Linked DNA regions of Sus scrofa: region 1 is linked to region 2. The links are chromatin contacts, called in public HiChIP or PLAC-seq maps. All regions are on one chromosome and are shown on one strand. The core of a region is the stretch at or near the end of the contact, and the rest is flanking DNA. Distances in the headings are between cores, read along the strand shown.

Region 1 (4,444 bases), core at 1,900-4,399, 37 kb before region 2:
TGTAAGAGCCAATTTTAAAAGATATAACTTTCTCTCCCTCTCCCTCCTGCAGAAGCCAAGTATAAGAAGCTGGAGAAGCGATGAAAAACTTACTCCTGAGGGACAGTCTTTTTTAATATGGGAAGAATGTTTTATAAGACCTGAATCCTAAGGCCGATGAATTGTCAGAACTCCTTAAAAGGCAACTGTGTGTTTGTCCTAGAAAACATCACAACATTGGAGTAAACTGGAGAACTGTGGCTGCTCCTGAACTTCTGTTGAGGCAGAATCCCTCAGAATCTCACACTTATAACTCCTTACCTTTTACTTGAATGTCTCATCATCCATTCAGGACAGAGTCAAAGTTTGGGATAAACCTGGCCTTGCCAATAGGATCAAATGAGAGGACCTATTTTCCCTGGTAGTTGTTGTACACTGTATTATTTTCTTAAATGATTGGTTTTGAATTACCTTATAAATGGTTGTTTTTCCCTATTAAGGATGCTAATGTATTGCTAACAAGAGCCTAAATTAAAAAAGGAAAACAAAACAGTCCTTTTTTTTTTTTTTTTGGCCATGCCCTGTGGCATGTGGAAGTTCCCAGGCCAAAGACTGAACCTGTACCACAGCAGCAACCTGAGCCACTGCAGTGACAATGCTGGATCCTTAACCCACTAATCCACAAGGGAATTCCAAAATAGTCTTATTCTTAACAGTTTGTCACCTTGTGAATGTTGGTAATTTTCCATAATGTTGCAAAGAACAGAAAAATCTTAAAACAATTTCAGGCCAAGTCATCTTGACTGAGCAGGGACAGTGAAAGGAGTGTTGTGAGAGCTTGGTATATGCAGTGGGCCCCCCCTGCCTCTTCTCTGCACTTTTGCCTGGGGATGGATGACACCTTTACATGTGCTCCCTTTTGTGTGTATGTGTTAGGTGGGGAGGTAGGGCTGCCAGTTGGGCTGCTGCTCATTAAATAAACGGTTTTATAAAATATCTTCCTGCTTGTGTCTGTAGAATCAGGGGAGCTCCTGTGGACCTGATTGGCTTCGTTTCAGATTAAAGATGTCAGTGGATGGAGGATACCGACTGACCAGTCTAATTTGGAAGATAGGCAACCATATCCAGAGTTGGGTGTTAGCAGTTAGGGAGGTGCCCGAGGTCCCCAATTCCATCTCTGAAAGAGTTCTTAACTTTGTTTCTGTCATTTCCTACCAGTTATGTTCTAGCCCACCATCCTTTATTCTCTGCTTCTCTGCCTGTCGCTATGGTCTTTTCTCATCATAACTATCCTTCCAACCCTCTGTCCACACTGACAGACCTATCTTTCTAAAATGTAAACTGGCCACATTACTCCCACCGCTTAGAATCCTTTCATGATGAATAAATAAATAAGAAAAAAAAGAATCTTTTCATGATTTCTGATGGCCTCTTTGAAAAAGCCAGACTTTTTTAAAACTTAGAAACCATAATTTTAATAAATATTTCATATTGCTTTCTTTTTTCTGAGGATGGACTAGTCTACTGTAATTCCCTTTGTTTCTTTCTTTTTTTATTTGCAGCACCACCTGTGCCATATGGAAGTTCCCAGGCTAGGGGTTGAATCAGAGCTCCAGCTGTGGCCTACGCCATAGCCACAACAATGCAGGAGCTGAGCCACACCTATGACCTACACTGCAGCCTGTGGTAATGCCAGATCCTTAACCCACTGAGGGAGGCTGGGATTGAGTTTACATCCTCATGGATAATAGTTGGGTTCTTAACCTGCTGAGCCACAAAGGGAACTCCCTCTTTCTTTCTTTTTTTTTGTTTTTTCTTTTTAGGGCCGCACCTGTGGCATATGGAAGTTCCCACCAGAGGTCAAATTGGAGTTGCAGCTGCTGGCCTGTGCCACAGCCACAGCAATGCAGGATCCAAGCCGCATCTGTGACCTACACCACAGCTCACAGCAACACTGGATACTTAACCAACCAAGCAAGGCCAGGGATCAAACCTGCATTCTCATGGATACTAGTTGGGTTTGTTACCACTGAGCCACAATGGGAACTCCACCCATTATTGATTTGTTCAGATTTTCCATTTCTTCATGACTCAGGCTTGGTGGGTTATGTGTTTCTAGGAATGTATCCATTTCTTACAGGTTGTCCAGTTTGTTGGCAGATAATTGCTCATATAGTCTCATGATTCTTTGCATTTCTGTGGTCTTCCTTTAATTTATAATTTTATTTGAGTCCTATCTGTGTCTTGGTTAGTTAAACTAAAGCTTTGTCAATTTTATCTTTTCCAAAGCCAATTCTTAGTTTCTGATGAAACTTTTCTATTGTTCTCTATTTCATTTATTTCTGTTCTAATCTTTATTATTTCCTCCCTTCTGCTAGCTTTGGGCTTAGTTTATTCTTTTTCTAGTTTCTTGAGGTATAACGTTAGGTTAGTTTGAGATCTCTTTTTTCTTGATGTAGTCATTTATAGCTATATATTTTCCTTTTACAACTGCTCTTTCTTCATCCATACATTTTGGTTTGTTATGTTTCCATTTTCATTTGTCTCAAGATTTTCTTTTTTGTTTGCCCATTGGTTGTTCAAGAGTGTTATTTAATTTCCACGAGTTTGTGAATTTCCAATTTTCCTCCTATTACCAGAGGCTAGTTTCATGCCATTGTGCTCAGAACAGATACTTGATGTAATTTCTGTCTTCTTGAATTTATTAAGACTTGTAGCCTAACGCATGACGATTGCTTGTTTCATGTGCGCTTGAGAAGAATGTTTCCTAAAGCCAGATTTCTTAGCATGCATGCAATATTATTTCGTATTACTCTGACACTTAATGCTGTATTCAGCCATCTTGAACAAACTTAAATTCTCATGGATGAATTGTTTTTCATAAACTTTCTATTTTATAATAGATTTAGATTTGCTGGAAAATTGTAAAGATAACACAGAATTCCATATATGTTAAAATTTTTGGAATTCCCATCGTGGCTCAGTGGAAACGAATCTGACTAGGAACCATGAGGTTGTGTGTTCGATCCCTGGCCTTGCTCAATGGGTTAAGCTGTGGTGTAGGTCACAGATGCTGTTTAGATCCTGCATTGCTGTGGCTATGGTGTAGGCCAGCAGCTGTAGCTGCGATTTGACCCCCAGCCTGGGAATCTCCATATGCCTCGAGTGCGGCCCTAAATAATAATAACAATAATAATAATAAATATAACAATCCCATGGATGAGTTTTCATATGTTACTGTTATTTTCTCTTCCTGAAATTATTACCTGCCCATGTTTGACAAGCTATTAGTCTTCTTCAGGATTCAGTTTTCATCTCCACTCCTGGGCTGTGCTATATTACCCCCAAAGTAGAAAAAATTACATCTTTAGCATGCCAGCAGTACAGGGGCATCAGAATTTATGGGAGAGTTAACTTGATTTTTCCCAAAAAAGCATAGTAGTAGTTGTGAGGAAAACCAGAAATTTGTTCTCCCTGAACTTATTTTAAATTTTAGTTCATTTTTAATTGCTTGGCTGCCCATGGTGAGTCTTCCATGCCCCTCAATTGTCAGGAACTCTCCTTTGTTTCCATCTCCTTAACTGTTGTCACCTACCAATTGGTCTGAATTCTCAGAAAAAGCCGATGTCATGAAAAACAAACTAAAAAGTTAGAGGCGGAGTGAGGGGGCGGCTACTGTGGATTAAAAGAGACAAGATAGAGTAGAATCCTAGTGAGAAATTTGATTGGATCTTAAAACAAATAAAGGTATAAAATAAATTTGGGGGGAACAAAAGAACTTTTAAATATAAATGTGTGTTAGGTGAATATTATTGAACTAATGCTTATTTTTTTAGGTGTATTAATGGTGTTACCTTTGTGTCAGAGGATGTCCTTATTCTTAGGTAATACATGCTGAGATACTCCTGCTGTTTTCAATTTACTTTCAAGTGACCCTGACAATAAAAGTGCTATGCACTCCAAAGGACAGAACGGGGAGGGAAGAATAAATCTGTCAACTTGTTGACACTTATGAATACAGGCGATGGCCATTATTCTTTTGACATTTTGTTAAGTTTGAAACTTACAAAGATCACGTGTGGAAGAAGTCTGTCTTTCCCACGAGAGTAACATGGTTAGGTTGGGGCCATTGTTGTGCCAGGAGCTTTTTAGCAGCTCAATAATTTCAACTGCCCCAAAATAAGTTACAATCGGAATGCTTTTAGTCAGTCCCTCTTCCTCCTTCACTCTTTTGGTGGATTCCTCCTCGAGGCAAAACGACCTGAGAGAGGCTTCTGTCCCTCTGCGCTCTCCGTAGGTAACTGAGCTTTCATTGGCTGGGCGTGCAGACGGCTTACTGCTGTGTGACTGCATTTCATTTCCCGGAGGAGCGTGCGTTCGCTGAAGCAGGTCGTTGTAACCAGGTTATTAGGGCGAATGGCTCAGAAACCGCTGCGCCTGTGAGTGTCCCTGAGTCTGAAGCGTC
Region 2 (4,609 bases), core at 65-2,564:
CAACACACACAGATTACTTATGACCTATAGTACAACATGGTTTGTATCATACAGATTTCAACATTCTGTTTGCAGTAGTTAGGGATTCTGGGGATAGTGGACATATGCTGTCAAAGCCCAGCCAGAGCTTTCAAAGCACCCGGCAGCAGTGCTGTGGTGCACATGCTGCATCCACCTTTGTAAGTCTCAACATGCTATGTCTGTTGCTGCACAGTCATGTGTCACAATTGTTAGCTGGAATTCTAAGTAGTCATAGACCGGGGTACACAAATGATGATTCAGGTGCACATAATCTCAGGAGGATCAAATGACTGCTTAACACAGCTGACATATTTTTTCAGAGAATTTGATTCCATGCTGATGTTATACTTGAAGTAATTGAGCTTGGTAAGTTCCATGAAGCTTAGAACAGACTTAAAGCGAAAACGAGATGGTTCCGCTATTCTAAGGCCACCTACCATTTGGAAGCGCTTCTTGTTGCACTAACAGCATCCCCAAGCTTGCCTCTGCATCCCCGCCTGGCGCATCAGAAACAATCCCCACAGTGAGGAACAACCCTGCTGGCAAACCCATAACTGGAGCTGTGCCTGACAGCAAGCTCCGTGAGGCATTTGGGGAAAAGCTTCCGAAGTCAGGAGGAGCATTCTTTACTCTAGAACAGTGTCACATCCTTGAGTTTGGGGTTACAAGCGAGATCCTGGAACCGATGTATAGGAAGTCAAGCAAAAGAAGAGCTGAGCCTGACTGTCGAAGGAAGATGATTAATCATTTTGGGAGGTGGGGGGCGGGGGGAGAACTCTGAAGCCTGGTGCATCAGTGGGCCTGTTAGTGCAGGATTCTTTCTAGTTCTTCAGATTTCACAATATTTAAATCCTTGGTAGCTTTGCCAGTGCCAGCTCAGCGGGTGCTGACGCTGGAGGGCAGATGGCAGAGGTCTGAAGAGAGGTTAAGTGTAAATAGGGGTGGAGACGATGGGAAGTTTAGAAAGATGAATATGGGAGAGACTGGTTTGGAAAGTGATTTAAAAGGAATCTAGGGTTTGGAGAGGTCTTATATTCTTGAACACTGTAAAGACAACTGAGTTCCCTCGCCAGAAAAACGTCCAGGGAATTTACAGCGGGTAGAAAGCACTCCTCTCTCATTTCGCCGGCAGCGTCCCAACAGTCCCCAGAGGACTTGGGGCGGGGCTTTTCCGGCAGCAGTTAACGGAAGTGACGCAGGCCTCTCGCGAGAGGAAAGACGCGCGATCCGCGGCTGCCCGGAACCGGCCTTGGAACTGTGGCGGAACCGAAGGCCGCTTGCCCTCCCGCCCCATGGAGCGGCCCCCGGGGCTGCGGCCGGGCGCGGGCGGGCCCTGGGAGATGCGGGAGCGGCTGGGCACTGGCGGCTTCGGGAACGTCTGCTTGTATCAACATCGGGTGAGGCGGTGCTCGCGGGGGAGCGGCTGTGGGTGTTTGTCAGAGCGCCTGTGGAACACGGTGACTGTCAATATGTGAGGTTGCCGCTGATACCTGGGGCAGTATTGTTGGCCACTGAGCCTGTGTGTGTGTGGGTGAGAGAGAGGGAGAGGGAGAGAAAGGATTTGAGGGCGAGGAGAGATTGCGTTTGTGAATCCGGTGACTGAGTTTGAGGTTGTGTCTGAGGTCTTGGTCAGTGTGTGTGAGAAGGAGCTATTGGGGGAACTTTTGTTATGATTGTCAAGATCTGACAAAGAGTTTTCTGAGTGTGACGGGGGTATGTGTCCCTCTGAATGTAGAGGTAGAGTGTGTGAGGCAGACACACCTCAATCAGGGTGTGTATTGTGGGCACAACAGGGTAAGAAGATGGGGCGGAAGAAGGGGCTGCCTATTGGAATGTGTGTGTTCGTGTATGTGTTTGGAGAACATGTGGCGTCAGTAGGGTCTGGAGTAGACAAGGGTGGTGTCATGGTGGGTCCACAGTTAAGTTTTGGGGCGCATTGGGTAGGCTTTGGAATTGGGATGCTTTCCAGGGTAGGGAACCCTATGAGGATCAGCTGGTGAAAATGATCATGGCTTCGCGAGGGAAGGAGATAGATTGGGGATGAGGTGCTGTAACTGGTGGAAGACAGCTAACATCAGTCTTGGGAATTGTAGTTTGATTTCATTGAAAATGTTTAACCAGCAGCTAATAATCATTTTTGAGCTAACCTTTTGATATACCGATAAAAGCTATGAAACCTTTCCTTAGCTGGATGCACAGATGCACATCCACACAACCTTATGCATTGACATTTAAGGGGGTCTGTGCTCTCCTGAAGGATTTTGATAGACTCTCCTGAAGGACTACGACAGATGTGTAGACTTGGGAATAATAATCCCTGCAGTATAGCTTTTTTTTTGTCACCAAATGGTTATAATAATGTATTAGACATCATGGGTCTGTTTGAAAGGGTTTTTTTGTTTGTTTTTTGTTTTGTTTTTTGTCTTTTTAGGGCTGCACCCATGGCATATGGAGGTTCTCAGGCTAGGGGTCTAATCAGAGCTGTTACTGCCGGCCTAAGTCAGAGCCACAGCAATGTGGGATCTGAGTTGCCTCTGCAAGCTACACCACAGCTCACGGCAATGCTGGATCCTTAATCCACTGAGCGAGGCCAGGGATCGAACCCGCAACCTCATGGTTCCTATTCGGATTTGTTTCCGCTGTGCCACTACGGGAACTCCAAAAGTTAAATAAGATAATAATGTATATAAAGTTAAATAGAATACCTGGCCCATGGTAAGCTCACATGTTAGCTCCTACTGCTGCTGTGTTGTTGCTTTGTCTTCATATTCATCATCATTAATTGATATTCAAAAAGGGAAGGTCAAGGTAAAAGTAGTGATCTCAAAGATTTTTTGTTCTGTGTGGGAGAACATATAGAACAGGATAAACAGTTAAGAGAACATAGAACAGGATAAACAGTTAAGATGTTACAGAAACGGTGTACTTTGGGCTGTGAATTAAGAAGTAGGTTCAAGAGGAGAAATCATGATGTGCTGTCTTAAAGAATATGGGTGTGAGAGAGAGCATACAGTATAGGGTGGGAGGTAGGGTAGATGGGGGTCTACCTGGAAGGACTAGGCTTGTTTGTATGGCAGTTAAAGTGACAAATGTAACTCTTATAACTGGGGAAATTTTGTGAAGCAGGTTTCTAGATAGAGCATAGGAGGGAGTTTTGGAGTGAGAGAGAAAGGAGGCTGAAGGACTAGGTCATTAAATACTTTGACAGCCAGACAAGTAGTAAATGGAATAATTTTCACCATAGGATACTCAGAGAGTAAAGAGGAGCCAAGTACTTCCAACAGAATGTTGCCTGTGGCTTTGTTATCCAAACCTGCACATCAGCCTTGGACATAAGGAAAAAACGTATGCATGTTAGCATGCTTTGTGTGAGTGTTTTGCTTAGTCTCTAGTGGAGGATGGATGAATACATCAGTCTTTTAACAAATTGTGGTAAAGTATATAGAACATAACATTTACCATTTAAACCATTTTTAAGTGTACAGTTCAGTGGCATTGTTTACATTGTTGTGCAACAGTCATCACCATTTATTTCCAGAACTTTTTATCTTCCTAAATTGAAACTTTGTACCCTTTAAACAATAACCTTATATTTTCTCCTCCCCTCAGCCCCTGGCAAGCACCATTCTACTTTCTGTCTCTATGGAATTTATCACTTTTTAAATAGATTTGGGTTCCTCTAGAATCTTAGAGCTTTCTCAGGAATTTCCCAAATGTGTGTAGTGGCCCTTCCTCAGAACTGGCACATTTGATAACTGGACTTGTAGTGAGAAGAGAAGAAATACTCTATCGTAAGACTTGGAAGCAGCATCATTACTTTCTCATTTACAGCTTTGCATTTACAGCTTTCAGCATCCTTGTGTTTTGGTGGAAGCCACATCCTAACACATCCTAATACATCCTATACTTATTAAATCACAATGAGAAAGAGAAAAGGATGTGAGATGTTTTATTCAGCTGATTACTGTGCTGGGTGCTAATGGTATCAGAATTGACAAAACAGTATTTTCTGCCCTCAAGGACATTTCAGGTCTAGTGGGAAAAGTATACACAGAAACACTTTTTAAGTACAATGTGATAACCTTTATAGATATAAAGATGATGAAGGTATTTGTAAAGTGATGTGGAAGCATGGCAAAATAACCAAAGAACTCTTCCTAGGCAGTAGGTTGGCACTTATTAAAATGCATTTGGAAAAACAAATCTTGTGAAACGCTTTGAAAGAAGGATACAGGGGTCATCAACATTGTATAAATGCTGTATATAATATTTCTTCATTTGGAGAGTCCTAACCCATATTAGCACATATTAAAAGCTCTGCAAAGTCCTATAGTAAATAAAGAAACTATTTTCTGATTTTTTTAAAATTGTGGTAAGAATCTGCATGATATTTGCCTTTTTAACCATTTTTAGGTTCATAGTTCTGTGGCATTAGGTACATTCACATTTTGTGCAACCGTCACCACCATCCAGCTCCAAATGTTACCTTTTTTTAAAATATAGATCTCTTTTTTTGTTTTGTTAGGCATCTGTGAACTTTCCACAGAACATTCTTTGTGAAAAAGTAAAGTGAGGAAGACCTTCACAG

What was found. HiChIP or PLAC-seq counts read pairs in DNA pulled down with a chosen protein or histone mark.
Region 1: an H3K27ac HiChIP or PLAC-seq map of alveolar macrophages shows a contact between it and region 2. The contact joins the promoter of CWF19L1 here to the promoter of CHUK in region 2. A contact is called at or near these places in 5 of 47 Hi-C or Micro-C datasets (heart right ventricle, liver and skeletal muscle) and 2 of 2 datasets of contacts at active chromatin or transcription factors (alveolar macrophages and skeletal muscle).

The regions. Positions count from the first base shown.
Region 1 is chr14:111,387,614-111,392,057 of Sscrofa11.1, reverse strand. CWF19L1 (CWF19-like protein 1) reads left to right here and starts at 3,149. Exons shown (of 14, transcript XM_001929531.7): 1 at 3,149-4,418. The coding sequence starts at 4,396. BLOC1S2 (biogenesis of lysosome-related organelles complex 1 subunit 2) reads left to right here. Exons shown (of 6, transcript XM_001929529.5): 6 at 53-975. The coding sequence ends at 84.
Region 2 is chr14:111,348,374-111,352,982 of Sscrofa11.1, reverse strand. CHUK (conserved helix-loop-helix ubiquitous kinase) reads left to right here and starts at 1,314. Exons shown (of 18, transcript NM_001114279.1): 1 at 1,314-1,418. The coding sequence starts at 1,314.